Regions from separate parts of the Anolis sagrei genome. Here regions 2 and 3 are each linked to region 1. Evidence: chromatin contacts called from public Hi-C data. All regions are on one chromosome and are shown on one strand. The core of a region is the stretch at or near the end of the contact, and the rest is flanking DNA. Distances in the headings are between cores, read along the strand shown.

What was found. Hi-C and Micro-C count contacts between places; a contact is called where the count stands out from the background.
Region 2: a contact with region 1 is called in a Hi-C map of mixed tissue, with 3 times the contacts expected there. The contact joins the promoter of DNPEP here to the promoter of GMPPA in region 1. A contact is called at or near these places in 2 of 2 Hi-C or Micro-C datasets (both in mixed tissue).
Region 3: a contact with region 1 is called in a Hi-C map of mixed tissue, with 10 times the contacts expected there. The contact joins the promoter of SPEG here to the promoter of GMPPA in region 1. A contact is called at or near these places in 2 of 2 Hi-C or Micro-C datasets (both in mixed tissue).

What each region holds. Positions count from the first base shown.
Region 1 is chr1:230,807,656-230,812,542 of rAnoSag1.mat, forward strand. GMPPA (GDP-mannose pyrophosphorylase A) reads left to right here and starts at 2,243. Exons shown (of 12, transcript XM_060772867.2): 1 at 2,243-2,428. The coding sequence starts at 2,389.
Region 2 is chr1:230,573,609-230,578,495 of rAnoSag1.mat, forward strand. DNPEP (aspartyl aminopeptidase) reads right to left here and starts at 2,155. Exons shown (of 15, transcript XM_067460823.1): 1 at 1,982-2,155; 2 at 1,694-1,772. The coding sequence starts at 1,987.
Region 3 is chr1:230,632,549-230,637,435 of rAnoSag1.mat, forward strand. SPEG (striated muscle enriched protein kinase) reads left to right here and starts at 3,037. Exons shown (of 41, transcript XM_067460842.1): 1 at 3,037-3,976. The coding sequence starts at 3,535.

The sequences.
Region 1 (4,887 bases), core at 993-3,492:
AACAAATAAACAGCACTCAAGGCAAAATATATAATAAATATATTCAATAAATGTATAAACAACCAGAACCTAGGCTTAAACTAAATAAACATCATAAACACATGATGCCAAACCAATTAAACACAATGCGTTAAAAGCATAGTATAATGCATTACATCATCAGGCTGAGATAGGTGTCCTATGCCCGGGGAAGAATGAGTTTAAGATATGCTAGTCCTCCTCCTCTAGGTTACACAGATGAGACTTTAAAAGTTTTTTAAAGGAGAGGAGAAAGGGGGCCATTTTTAGTTCTTTGGGGAGCGAGTTCCAGAGGCGGGGAGCAGCCACGGAGAAGGCCTCTTTTCTTGTTCCCTCCAGCCATACCTGAGACGGGGGTGGGACCGAGAGCAGGACCTCCTACATGGACTGCTGAGCTCATGCTGGTTTGTATGCAGAGATGCAGTTTTTCAAATAGTCTGAGCCTGAACTGTCAGTGCTTTGGTGTACCACTATCATTAAATAAACAAGAAGGAATTTTGCTTTTCAACCCATTGGACTATCTCATTAAGTCATGCCCCAGCTAGGGGTAAAAAAAAAAAAAAAAACCTTTAGAAAACCTCTGGTGCAAATACAAGAAAAAATTGGAAAGAAAACCTCCTCCTGAAAAAATACAATGGAATCATTCAGAGGTCAAACCATAGGATCTACACCAGGCATAAGCAAACTTGGGCCCTCCAGGTGTTTTGGACTTCAACTCCCACAATTCCTAATGGCCGGTAGGCTATTAAGAATTGTGGGAGTTGAAATCCAAAATACCTGGAGGGCTAAAGTTTGCCCATGCCTGAGCTACACCATGAGAGCTCTCGTATTTTTAGTGTAATCAGGAAGAGCCCACAGGAAAAACATACTAACTTCCTGCTCTTCTGAACTTGCTTTCCTTTATAATCTCAAAAAGATGTAACATGTAGACTTATTTTCTCTAGAAGATGTTCCTCCTTATCTGAGGTCTATATAACCAGCACAGAATGTCACCAGAGATTGTTTGTTATTTAAGAGGATGTTGACAGGGTCTGGCAACCACAACTTCTTGTTGTTGGCTCTGAGCATATACTATTGCGGTCACAGTATTTCCAGGGTAATACTTGAGAGTTGACATGTAGTCAGTGGCGGCCATCTCTCCCTGATATCCCAGCATGCAACTTTATGACGGTCAAGAAATACCTTTGAATGCTAGAGTGTTAGCTTCCAGAAACAGAACATGGTGACTAGAGAGAAAAGGCTATTTCTAAATGCATGCTTGATTGCAAAACAATCTAACAGACTAGATGTCAGGGGAAACCTTTACCTTTACCTATGAGATTAAAAAACTATAGCAGAACGTGCTATAGTTTAATAAACCTTTTCAATGTTTTATGATAGAAACAATTAGGAAATGACATTTATAACCCAGGAACAAAACTCGTGTTACACATTTATTTATTTATCGTGTCAGGAGCAAGCCAAACAGTTGTATTGCATTTTTAAACAAACAAACAAAACACAAAGTTTGCAAGCTTGGTAGTTGATTAAATGTCCTTTGACCAGTAGCTGACCACTTGGAGTGCCTCTGGTGTTACTATAAGAAGGTCCTCCATTGTGCATGCTGGGCACCTCTTTGATTGCCATGGCTCAATTTTGTGGAAATCTGGGATTTGTTGTGTAGTGAAACACCAGTATTAAGATCTGGCAAAACTACCACTCCCATGACTCCATAGCAGTGAGCCCTAAACTCAAAGGGGTGTCAAATTGCATTGAATCTATACTGAAGCACCTTTAGAGAGGAGTCTGGACTTTGCCTCCATTCCCTTGGCAATGCCTCCCCCTAGAGGTTCTAGGCGGCATTGCAGGATCCCACCCTCGCAGCAAAGCCGGCTGCTATGGAGGAGATATAAATACTTTCCCTTCCTGGGCATTGCTGGGATCTATTGAGGCTCCTCTGTGACTGGTCCACGTTGCAGGAGGCGCAGAAGAGAGGGAGCAGCAGCAGAGAGAAACGCCACCACTTTTGAATGACATGACTCAATGCTCTGGGGTCGTGGGAGGTGTAGTTTCACAAGGACTTGGAGCCTTCTGTGCCAAAGAGGGCTGGTGCCTCTCCAAACACATAAGATTCCATAGCATTGAGCCATGGCTGGTAAAATGGGGCCACGCTGCATTTATTCTGCAATATAGATGCACTTCCCCTCGGATTGGCCAGGAGAGGTTTGGCCAAGAGAGGCGCTGTCCCGCCCCGTGACCCGGGCGTTTTGGCGTGACGTGGCGTTTCCACGTGTTCGGAAGTAGGGCTCGCCATTCAAGTGGAGCTGAGCGAGGACATCGGGGGCTCTCTCGTGGCTGCTTTTCCCCGCATCATCTTTGCTCACAACAGAGATGCTGAAAGCCGTCATCCTCATCGGGGGACCCCAGAAAGGTAAGACCCACCTCCACGCCTCCTAATTTTTCTCTTCCTAAACCTGTCCCAGGGAGTCTCCTGCCCTTCAACCGCCCCATAAGCCATTGCCCCACCAGTCCAGGATCAACAGTATAGGTAAAGGTTTCCTTCCCCCTGACATTAAGTCCAGTCGTGTCCGACTCTGGGGGTTGGTGCTCGTCTCCATTTCTAAGCTGAAGAGCCGGCATTGTCCGTAGACGCCTCCAAGGTCATGTGGCCGGCATGACTGCATGGAGTGCCATTCCCTTCCTGCAGAAGTGGTACCTATTGATCTATTCACATTTGCATGTTTTTGAACTGCTAGGTTGGCAGAAGCTGGGGCTAACAGCGGGAGCTCACCCCACTCCCAGGATTCGAACCTGCGACCTTTCGATCAACAAGTTCAGCTGCGCCACCGGTGACTCCCTAACAGTATATATTTTTAGAATATTGCTGCTTCTTCTTAACCTTGGGTGAATCTACACTGTAGACACTCCTTGAACTCAATGCTATGGAATTGTGGGATTTGCGGTATTATTATTATTAAACTTTATTTGTACCCCGCTACTATCTCCCCAAGGGACTCGGTGCGGCTTACATGAGGCCGAGCCCACAATACAACAATAAAACATAGCAACAGTAATACAATAATAAATAAACTCATAAACAGAAAATAGCAATAAACATTAACAATAACACAATGACGTTGTTTAACCCCTGCCACATCAAATTACAACTCCCATGATGATGATGATAATAATAATAACTTTATTTTTGTATCCCACCGTCAAGCCAAAGAGACTCAGGAAGGCTTACATGGGGATTAAGTCCAGGAAAACAGAGATTAAAATATAACACAGTAAAATTAGAAATACAAACATCATAAAAACATAAATATCAACAACGACCAATAGCCTAATATAGTGACCACATATTGAGCTAAGGAGTGAGGCAGGGGCTTGTGCAAAACAGTTGCAAGGACAGGGCTGATAGAAACATACAGGAGTCAATTAGAAGAAGAAGAACTCTATTTTTCAACCCCGTCTCCATCTCCCAAGTCCGGCTTACATGGGGCCCAAGCCCAAGGCAGAATACAATTAAAAGCAAAGCAATAACAATTAAGACAGCATAAAACAGCGTAAAACAACATAACAATTATATTATGTATTTAAAAACTCTAAAATTACAACAGCAAAACAACAGAGAAGAAACAAATAAGGACATCTAATCACCTCTCAACAAAAGATTGCCCCAGGCACTGCCAGGCCATCAAATGCTAATCAAGGTGGTCAGTTGAAACATTTACACCTAGCTCCAACAGACAAGAGTCTTTTGTCCCACCCTGGTCATTCCACAGATATATGAAACCATTTTCCTAGTTCCAACAAACCTCACTACCTCTGAGGATACTTGCCATAGACGCAGGCGAAACGTCAGGAGAGAATGCCTCTACAACATGGCCATATAGCCCGAAAAAACCTACAACAACCCAATAACAATAATAGTTAGCAACAACAATAATAGCAGACTAATTTTGGAGGGGGGAGGGGGACCATTTCATGAACTAGTTAAAGGATAAGTGGTTTAGTAAGGTGGATAACAATGTAAACATTTTATTTATTTATTTATTTGGAACATTTATACCCCGTCCTTCTCAACCTCCGAAGAGGGATTCAGGACGGCTTCCAACAGGCAACTATTTGATGCCAACACAATATAATAACATAATGTAAAATACAATTATCGTACGTTTAAAACAGTTGTAAATATACATTAAAACAGTTTGCCGGTTCAAATCGTCATCCAAATTACTCCATTGCGGTCCACTAAAACCTTATCTTCTAAGTCAGTCTATTCTGCAAACGCTTGATCCCGCAGCCAGGATCTGAGTTTCTTCCGGAAGGTCAGGAGGAATGGGACAGATCTAATCTCATTAGGGAGGGAGATCCACAGCCAAGGGGCCACCACAGAGAAGGCCCTGTTTCTCGTCCCCACCAGAGTGGTGGTGGGACCGAGAGCAGGGCCTTGCTGGATGATCTTAAGGTCCTTGGTTCGTAGAGGGAGATTCGTTCAGACAGGTAAACTGGGCCAGAATCGTTTAGGGCTTTTTATGTTAAAACCAGCACTTTGAATTGTGCCCAGAAGCTAATAAGCATCCAGTGGAGCTGGTGTAACAGGGGAGTTGTACGCTCCTTGTATCCCATTCCCATGAGCAACCTGGCCACTGAGCATTGGACTAGCTGGAGTTTCTGAGTAGTCTTCAGAGACAACCCCACGTAGAGTGCATTGCAGTAATCTATTCGGGATGTAACCAGAGTGTGGACCACCGTGGCTGGGTGAGACCTCTCAAGATATGGGCGCAGCTGGCGCATAAGTTTTAATTGTGCGAAAGATCCCCTAGCCATAGCTGAAACCTGGGGTTCCAGGCTCGGTGATGATCACTCCCAAGCTGCGAACCT
Region 2 (4,887 bases), core at 905-3,404, 230 kb before region 1:
TTTTCTGTCTTGTGCCCTGTTCAGAAGATTTCACCTCCCTTTCTGTCCCTGTGATAATTGCATTTTGAAAAAACTGGGTTGTGGTCTCAGACTCCTTCCACACAGCTGTATAGAATCCACACTGAACTGGATTATATGGCAGTGTGGACTCAGATAACCCGGTTCAAAGCAGATATTGTGGATTATACGTGTGAAAAAGATCTTGGGAGTCCTCATGGACAACAAGTTAAGCATGAGCCAACAATGTGGTGGCAAAGAAAGCCAATGGGATTTTGGCGTGCATGAATAAGAGTCCAGTGTCTAGATCCAGGGAAGTCATGCTACCCCTCTATTCTATTCTGCCTTGGTCAGACCACACCTGGAATCACACTGTGTCCAATTCTTGGCACCACAATTGAAGGGAGATGTCGACAAGCTGGAATGTGTCCAGAGGAGGGTGACTAAAATGATCAAGGGTCTGGAGAACAAGCCCTATGAGGAGCAGCTTAAAGAGCTGGGCATGTTTAGCCTGAAGAAGAGAAGGCTGAGAGGAGACAGGATAGCCATGTATAAATACGTGAGAGGAAGTCATAGGGAGGAGGGAGCAAGCTTGTTTTCTGTTGCCCTGGAGACTAGTAGGTAAAGGTTTCCCCCTGATATTAAGTCCAGTCGTGTCTGACTCTGGGGGGCTGTGCTCATTTCCATTTCTAGCGTTGTCCATAGACGCCTCCAAGGTCATGTGGCCAGCACCGGAACTGTGGCGCAGCTGGCTGTGAGTCAGCTAAATTAAGATTACCATTGACTGAAAGGTCATGAGTTCAAAGCCAGCTCAGGTCGCAGTGAGGGTCCGACCAATATGTGTAGCCTGCTGTTGACCTTTGCAGCCCAAAAGACCGTTGCATCTGCCAAGTAGGAAATGTAGGTATTGCTTATGCGGGGAGGCAAATTTAACTAATTTACGAGGTCATAAAAATCTCCAGCAAGCATGCAAAGAATGAGGAAGTACTTCATCAGTGTCACAAACGGTCGGTGAAGGAACGGCTCCTCTGGTGGCCAAAATACCCTCAAGAAAAGCTGGAATGTTAAATTGCCTCTGTGTGTCTGTCTATATATGTTGTGTGTCTATGGCATTGAATGTTTGCCATGTATATGTACATTATAATCCGCCCTAAGCCCCCTGCAGGGTGGAAGGCAGAATATAAATACTGTAAATAAATAAATAACCTTCCCGCTGCAGCGTTACCTATTGATCTATTTGCATTTGCATGTTTTTGAACTGTTAGGTTGGCAGAAGCTGGTGCTAAGAGCAGGAGCTCATGTTGCACCCTGGATTAGAATCTGCAACCTTGCGGTCAGCAAGTTCAACAGCTTGGTGCTTTAACCCACTGTGCCACCGGGAGACTAGACAAAGAAAAATGACTTCAAACTACAAGAAAGGAGATTCCCCCTGAACATGAGGAAGAACTTCCTGACTGTGAGAGCTGTTCAGCAGTGGAACTCTCTGCCCCGGAGTGTGGTGGAGGCTCCTTCTTTGGAAGCTTTGAAACAGAGGGTGGATGGCCATCTGTCCGGGGAGCTTTGAATGTGATTTTCCTGCTTCTTGGCAGGGGGTTGGACTGAATAGCCCACGAGGTCTCTTCCAACTCTAGGAGTCTATGATCTGCCTTGCTATTCTGGGTTTTAGGCCTGTGTGGATGGGCGGGAAGACTCTTACCATGGTAAGGGGAGGGACTCCGGTTCACAAACTTCAGCAGCTCCTGCGCCGCTGCCAGCACCGCCTGCTTGGAGCCTGCCTGGGGAGGGAGGAAGGAAGGAAGGAAGGAAGGAAAGAGAGCCGGATCAAAGCGGTGCAGGAGGGACACAGCTTGAACTGCCTGTTATGGCTGAGTGCGATGGAACCCTGGGAGCCAGCGCCTGCCAAGCCCCGCTCCCAGGATCCCAGAGTATTGGGGTCAAGCTGCATTCATTCCCGAAGGAGAACGCCCTCCGCCTCGCTTTCTACCTGCATGGCTTCCTGTGCTGAGCCCCGCACCGGGATCAAAGCAGCGCTGTTTGGGAATATAAACCGAAAGCGGCTCCTCCTCTTTGGAGCTGGAGAAGAAGGAGGAGGAGGACGGGGAAGGCCGCGGAGGCCCTTTCTCCTGCCCAGAAAGAGAAAGAGGAGGAGGAGACGGAGGAGGAGGAGGAGGAGGAGAGGGGAAGGAGGGCGGTCCTTTCGCCGGACACAGGCCCTGCTCCTCCTCCTCCACCCATAAGGCGCCCCCTTTGGACACACTCCTTTGGCACACTCATGCGTACACACCCCTTTGGCACTCGTCCCCCTTGTCTTCTCTCCCTCTTGGGAGGCAACACACCCATTGACCTGTGCGTTTACACCCCCCAAGCACAACAGGGGAGTTTAATAATAATAATAATAATAATAATAATAATAATAAAATAATAATAAAATAATTGACAAAGAAAAAACATGGCTGCGGCTCACGAATGGAACTCTGAAAAAAGAGACGGAGGGCCTGATTCTGGCAGCCCAAGAACAAGCCATTCCAACCAATGCCATCAAGGCCAGAACTGAAAAGTTGACAACAGATCCCAAGTGTTGACTGCAAGGAAGCAGATGAAACAATAGATCACATCCTCAGCTGCTGCAAGAAGATCGCACAGACAGACTACAAGCAGAGGCATAACACTGTTGCTCAGATGATCAATTGAAGCTTGTGCCACAAATGCCATCTGCCTGCGACAAAGAACGGGTGGTATCACAAGCCAGACTGTTGCAACCCAGATCAGGAAACGAGACCATAAGATTAAATCCACCACACTTGACTGTGGGAAAAAACAATCCTTTTTTATTGATGAAAAATGGTTACAAAATCGAGGAAAATGCAAAGTCAAAATGCCACAGTAAAACTCAGCAGTCAGGAATATCTCTGAACTAGATCAAAATTCCAAAAGCAACACTATGAAAACCTGGAACCTGTTAGCATTTCACTAACCGTACTTGGAAACTAGAAGCCTCTGGGAATGCAGGCCATGGGAAACGGGAACTCTGCCAAGGTAATGCCTCAGTCTAAACTATGCTTGATCTAACGAGACAGCCCGGGGGGAGACACTTAAAACTAAAGAAACTGTTTCAGGACACGCCTCCAGGCTTGGAAGCCTCCTTTTCCTTTAATCTACTTGACCTTCGCAAGCTCTGTGATTCACTCCTGTTTTTCCAAATCTGTACTCTTCTATCCTCATTAAAAAAGGCAGGTGTTCGCTCCTCTGGAGAGTTATCACTGCTTGATTCAGAAACAGTCTCATCAGGTTGTGTAGTTTCACTTTCCCAGCCACTGCCCTCAGAATCACCAGTTTCCAAACCATCAGGGAAAAATACATGTTCAGTAGCCTGTTCAGTTGCATCAGGAAATACAATCAAATAATCGGGTTCAAGTTCACACAGAGGCTGAGGGTCAGGCTCACATGGAGGCTGAGGGTCAGGTTCACACGGAGGCTGAACCCCAACACGGACAAAGTTACAGAGAATGAACACGCCAAACTCCTCTGGGACTTCCGGATTCAGACAGAGTTTTGGAGCATAATACTCCTGACCTAACAATTGTGTTAAAAAACAAAGTATGGATCATCAATGTCGCAATTCCCAGATGACAGCAGGATTGCAGAGAAACAACTGGAAAAGCTGACATGATATGAGGATTTAAAGATCAAACTGCAAAGACTATGGAACAAGCCAGTCAAGGTGGTCCTAGTGGTGATCAGCACACTGGGTGCAGTGCCTAAAGACCTTGGCCTGCACTTAAACACAATCAGCCCTGACAAAATTACCATCTGCCAGCTGCAGAAGGCCACCTTACTGGGATCTGCATGCATTATTCGCTGATAATGCATGGGAAGTGTCTGACATGTGATCCAATTCAACAGCCAGCAGAGTATCTGCTGTGGACTCATCTTGTGTTTCAAATAATAATAATAATAATAATAATAATAATAATAATAATAATAAACTTTATTTATACCCTGCCACCATCTCCAAGCAGGAGTCTCCAGGGCAGCAGAAAACAAGCTTGCTCCCTCCTCTCTATGACTTGTTCCTCACATATTTATACAGGGATCTCCTGGTCATTCTCTGCATCAATATCATTGACCAGACCATTGCCATCTTGAAACTCATTGTCATCTCTCCCCACATCCAAAGCACCCTGATCCTTAAACACAATCACAGGCTAAGCTCCAACACTATGCTATGGATTGTGTGTGTGTGTGTCAGGAGCGACTTGAGAAACTGCAAGTCACTTCTGGTGTGTGAGAATTGGTCTGCAAAGACATTACCCAGATGTTTTGATATTTTACCATCCTAGTGAGAGGTTTTTCTCATGTCCCCGCATGGGGAGCTGGAGCTGACAGAGGGAGCTCAACCTGCTCTCCCAAAATTCGAACCTCCGACCTATCAGTCTTCAGTCCTGCCGGCACAAGGGTTTAATCAGGACGTGAAAGCTAGACAACGAAAGATTCTGATAGGAGGAAACCCAACTCATTGGAAGTCTGTGGCTAGAAAAGAGTCCAATGGATGCCATGGAGTGCTAAAAGGGCAAATCAGTGGGGCTCTAAAAAGGCAAAACAGAGCTCCATTGGCTGCCGTTTATTTTCCGGTCCCAATTCAAGGTGTAGGTTCTTACCTACAAAGCCCTGAATGGTTTGGGACCTGCCTACCTGCGTGACCGCATTTCCGTCTACGAGCCTACACAATCTCTTCGATCTTCCGGAGAGGCCCTTCTCTTGCTCCTGCCCCCATCGCAAGCGCGACTTGTGTGGACGAGGGAGAGGGCCTTCTCTGTAGTGGCCCCTCGGCTCTGGAATTCGCTCCCCAGAGATATTAGGCCAGCCCCTACCCTGGCAGTCTTTAGGAGG
Region 3 (4,887 bases), core at 1,787-4,286, 170 kb before region 1:
TCGGTGCCATGACCAGGCCTGAAACCAGACTGTGCCCGATCTAGGTAATTGATGTCATCCAGGAAGCCCTGGAGCTGGAGGGCGACCACCCGCTCCAGCACCTTACCCAAAAAAGGAAGGTTGGAAATCGGTCTGTAATTGTTCAGCACCGTAGAGTCAAGGGACGACTTTTTGAGGAGTGGGCGAACCACAGCCTGTTTCAAGTTAGATGGAAAAATCCCTTGCTCCAACAATGCGTTAATGATCAACACAAACCAATCAACCAACCCCTCCTTGGCAGATTTAATAAGCCAGGATGGGCAAGGGTCTAGAGCCGAAGTGGTCGCCCTCACAGCCCCAAGAACCTCCTCCACGGTCTCAGGAAGAACAAGCCGAAAAGAATCCCACAAAATTGGACAAGCAGATGCCTCAGTCACCTCCTCTGGCACTGCGATGAAATTGGAGTCGAGCTCAAGACGTATCTGGGCAACCTTGCCTGCAAAATGGTGTGCGAAATCGCAACACCAAGCTGCTGGGTCGTCAGAGATCTCGTCCACCACAGGTGGGTGAAGGAGCTCCCCAACTGGTTTGATGGAGGCCCCCGGGGTGCAATGGGTTAAACACTTCTGGCAGTAGACTGAAGATCAACAGGTTGCAGGTTTGTATCCGGGGAGAGCGCAGATGAGCTCCCTCTGTCAGCTTCAGCTCCCCATGCAGAGACATGTGAGAAGCCTCCCACAAGGATGGTAAAACATCAAAACATCCAGGTGTGCCCTGGGCAATGTACTTGCAGATGGCCAATTCTCTCACACCGGAAGCGACTTGCAGTTTCTCAAGTTGCTCCTGACACACACACACACACACACACACACATACACACAAAAGCTGGTCTCATTTGGCAGATATTCCAGTTTTCCAGCCGTTTTTAAATTGGGCCAGTTTTACTTTCCTCCTTTGCCCTTAGGTTACTTCATTACAATGGATGGAAATGGTTTTAAGATTGAGAGGTTAGTTAAATCTATAGGCATTATCATGGCAAATATGAAATGGATGCTATTTCAGAGTAATTACACTAAGACATGGAGTGAAATTAAGAAGGATCTATTGCAGTGGGATAAATTGAAGTTATTTCTCCTCCAAAGGCCACTCTTTCTCCAGAAGGTGGCAGCACAGTTCAAAAATTCCCCTGTCATCGCCCCTCCTTCCTTTGCAGATCTTAGATGGGCTTGCAAAGCAAGCTTAGCGTTATTAAAGTATTATTGTTACTTTTAGGTGTTTTCTGTTTTGGATCAACTAATCCAGGTTGGTTTTCTCATTCTTTTGATGATATGCACAGGGTGCCTCTACTTGCAAGAGCCATTTGTTGCAAACCATATAGTGAGAACCTGGGTGGATTTGAAGATTACTGCCAGTGCTTTGGGTGCAACTCACATCCTTCATGTACCTGAGCCCTGCATTCTCTGGACTTAGCAGATGTCCCCAAATCCTTCAGCCAGCTGGGTCTGTGCTTCTATTTCCCTGCAACCTATACCAAATGATATCCCTCCTTACTTCCCCTGTGTTCATTTTCTTTGATTGTATTCCTGGATGGGGTGGCATCCATTTATATAGATTTTTTGAAGTCATTTGGTTCAAAAACACCCTGTAAGGCCTCTTCTACACTGCCATACACCATTCAGATTATCAGTTTTGAATGGGATTATATTTATTTATTTATTTATTTATTTATGATATTTCTATCTCGCCTTTCTTAAAATCGAAGGTGACTCAAGGCGGCCTACAACCAGGCAGCCATTCAATGCCTTAACAATATACACTTAAAAACATTTAAAACAAAATTAAAAACCATATAAAGAGCTTTGAGTATATGGCAGTGTAAACTCATAAAATCCAGTTCAAAGCAGATACTGTGGATAATCTGCTTTGATAATCTGGATTATATGGCAGTGCAGAAGAGGCTTCCAGACAGGCCCAAATGTGGGACTTGTCTCACTTTTACCTGAGGCATCCAAATGATGCTTTAGGTAAACGCAAATAAATCCAGAGAAAACCGGGATTTCCCAGTTTGGATTGCTGTGAGATTTCTGGGCTGTATGGCCATGTGCCAGAAGCTTCTGGAACATGGCCATACAGCCCAGAAAATTCACAGCAACTCAGTGATTCCAGCCATGAAAGCCCTTGACAACACGTTTCCCAGTTTGCTCCGGTCTGGGTCTTTCCAGGTGAGGGCTTCACAGTCCAGGAGTCAATCCCCACAGCCATCTCGGTTCTTTGGGAATGCCCGCCCCCAGCCCCTCACCCCCCCCCCAAAGTTACCCAAGGAGCCTGCTGGCATTGCAGCCCCCTCTGAAGAGTCCTCTTGACACACAAAAATGACATGACCCAAGCACAAATCTAAAAGTGGAGGGAAAACGACTTTAAAAATTTCGCAAAGACTTGAACAGTCATATTGTGAATCCTTAGGTTTGTCCACATTCAAAGAGGACACATCATCTCCCCAGACACTCTTCCAAGGGCCCTTCCACACAGCCCTATAGCACAGAATATTGAGGCAGAAAATCCCACAATATCTGCTTTGAACTGGGATATCTGAGTCCACACTCAGATAATGTCGGATTTTCTGCCTTAATATTCTGGGATATAGGGCTATGTGGAAGGACCTCCAGTGTCCAAGGCTAGAAAAAAAATAGCTATTGGCTACAGTGCCTAAAATCCCCAGCTACTATGGCCAGTGAGTGTACTAGCGGATTCTTGAAACTGTAGTACCCCCAAATTGTTTTTCAAGACTGTGCTCCTAACATGATTTGTGAAGGAATGACGGACAGAGGGCTGCCCCCTGCCCTTAGCCCCACCCCCCACTGCCCACCACTTATATGGAAAGCACCATCCGCCCAAGTCTATCTTTACTAGAGAAGCTAAGTCACTCCAGTCATACGCTCTGCTCTTCTCAGCTTGGTTCAAGGAATGTGACACATCAGACAGCAGCTGGTACTTGAGAGGAGGAGGAGGAGGAGGAGAGGGGAAGACTGCGCAGAGGGTGGGGCTCATTTGCCCTGAGGTCCCTCAAAAGCATGGTTGTGAGGGGGGAGTCTGTGGTTTGAAGATCTATTAAGAATTAGTAAAAATTTCTGGAGCTACAGGTTTGGGAAGCAGGTGGTGAGAGGCAAACTGAGAAGGCTGAACTCTCTGCAAAGTGTCTGACTCCCTGCCTTGATGTGTTGGGATGGGCTGGCTGCAACCTGAGACCAGCCTAAAAATAGTCTCCTGCCTGGCAGAGGAATGACCTTCTGGGACTTTGTCCGGCTTGGGTGGGCAGGCACCTGGAGCCACGTCAATGCCCCCTGGCAGGTACCCAGCAGCCAGGGGGTCATGCGCACGCACGCACACACAGAGGGTGAACATCAAGCAAGGGGAACGGCTGCTGGGGGCTTGGCTGGGCCCTACGGGACTGGTAAGATCACTGAGTCCTAGGCGAGGGGCTCGGATGGAATAGGGCTGCAAGAATCCAGGAGACGAGTGTGAGAGCAACCTAAGTTCTCTGGTGCCCAAGAAGCCATGCAGAAAAACCTGGGAGAAAGCAACCGGAGTCGGGCCAATGAAGAGTCTGGGGGGACAGGAGGACGAGGCCTGGGGAGAGCCCCACCAAGCCCGGCCATCCCTCCAAAGAGAGCCAAAGTCACAGCGGAACAAGAAGGGCCTGCTGAGGCCCCAGTGTTCTTGCAGGAACTGAAGGATGTAGCGGTGAGCATTGGCCACGATGCCCTGCTGAAGGTGGTTGTCATCGGGAACCCCCGGCCACACCTGAGCTGGTACAAGGAGAATGTACTGATTGACCCCACCAAGGAGAAAGACAAGGAAGAGGAGGATGAGGATGAATATGGCTGCCTTCGGATCTGCAACAGTAAAGTGGATGATGCTGGGATCTACAGGTGTGTGGCCAAGAACCGCCATGGTGAGGCAGCCAGCAGTGCCACAGTGACAGTCACAGACATGGAAGGTATGGGTAAATTGTGTGTGTGTTGGGGGGATTGGGCAGGCGCCATGACAGAGCAGATATTCTGTGGGCATGTGCATTTCTTGTATAGCAAACTCTATGCCAGAAACTACCAATGGAGTCCTTGGATAGGAACAATAACCACTGTTCTTTCCTAAGTCTTCAGATTCCAATTATGTCTAAGTGTCTGTCCGCACTGTATAGTTATAGCAGTTTGATCCCATTGTAACTGCCATGGCTCCGTTCTATAGAATACTGGGTTGTTTGACGAGAAACTTCAATTTATGCATTCCCCTGAACTGTAGCACCAGAGCTTTCCAAGCTCCTCCCCAAATTAGAAACTGAGGATTCCATAGGAGGGAACCATGGCGGTTAAAGTGGTATCACAGTGCTTTGATAGTATAGTGTAAAGATGCACCCTAGGACTTGGCAGAATCAAATAAAATCCAAGATTCTGCTGCGGATGAGATCCCCTTGTCCTACCAGTGTGTAGCCCTTAGAATGGTAAAATAATGACAAAATGCCTCTGAATGTGTCGAGTTCATTTCTCACAACAGTCAGCAAACATATGCAGCATTAGTTGAAGATTTCTAGTTACAAATTATTGGTTCTGAAGCTAGCTTGAACCCTTGGATTTTTGTCCTGAAACCAATTGCTGTCACTGAGCACATCTTTGTCGCGAGTAAAAACATGATGGGGCGTAACAGGGGTTTCTGTGGGTTGTAATGGAGGCTGGTTTACATGTATAGGTAAAGAAAGTTTCTTTCTGGACTATAAATCCCAGAATTCCATTCAAAGTGACAGATTCTGGTATCTGCAGACCAATGTAACTTTCTCCATCTCTACACTGGTCCCCCACAAATGTGGGAATTTTTGTATTGTCGAAGGCTTTCATGGCTGGAATCACTGGGTTG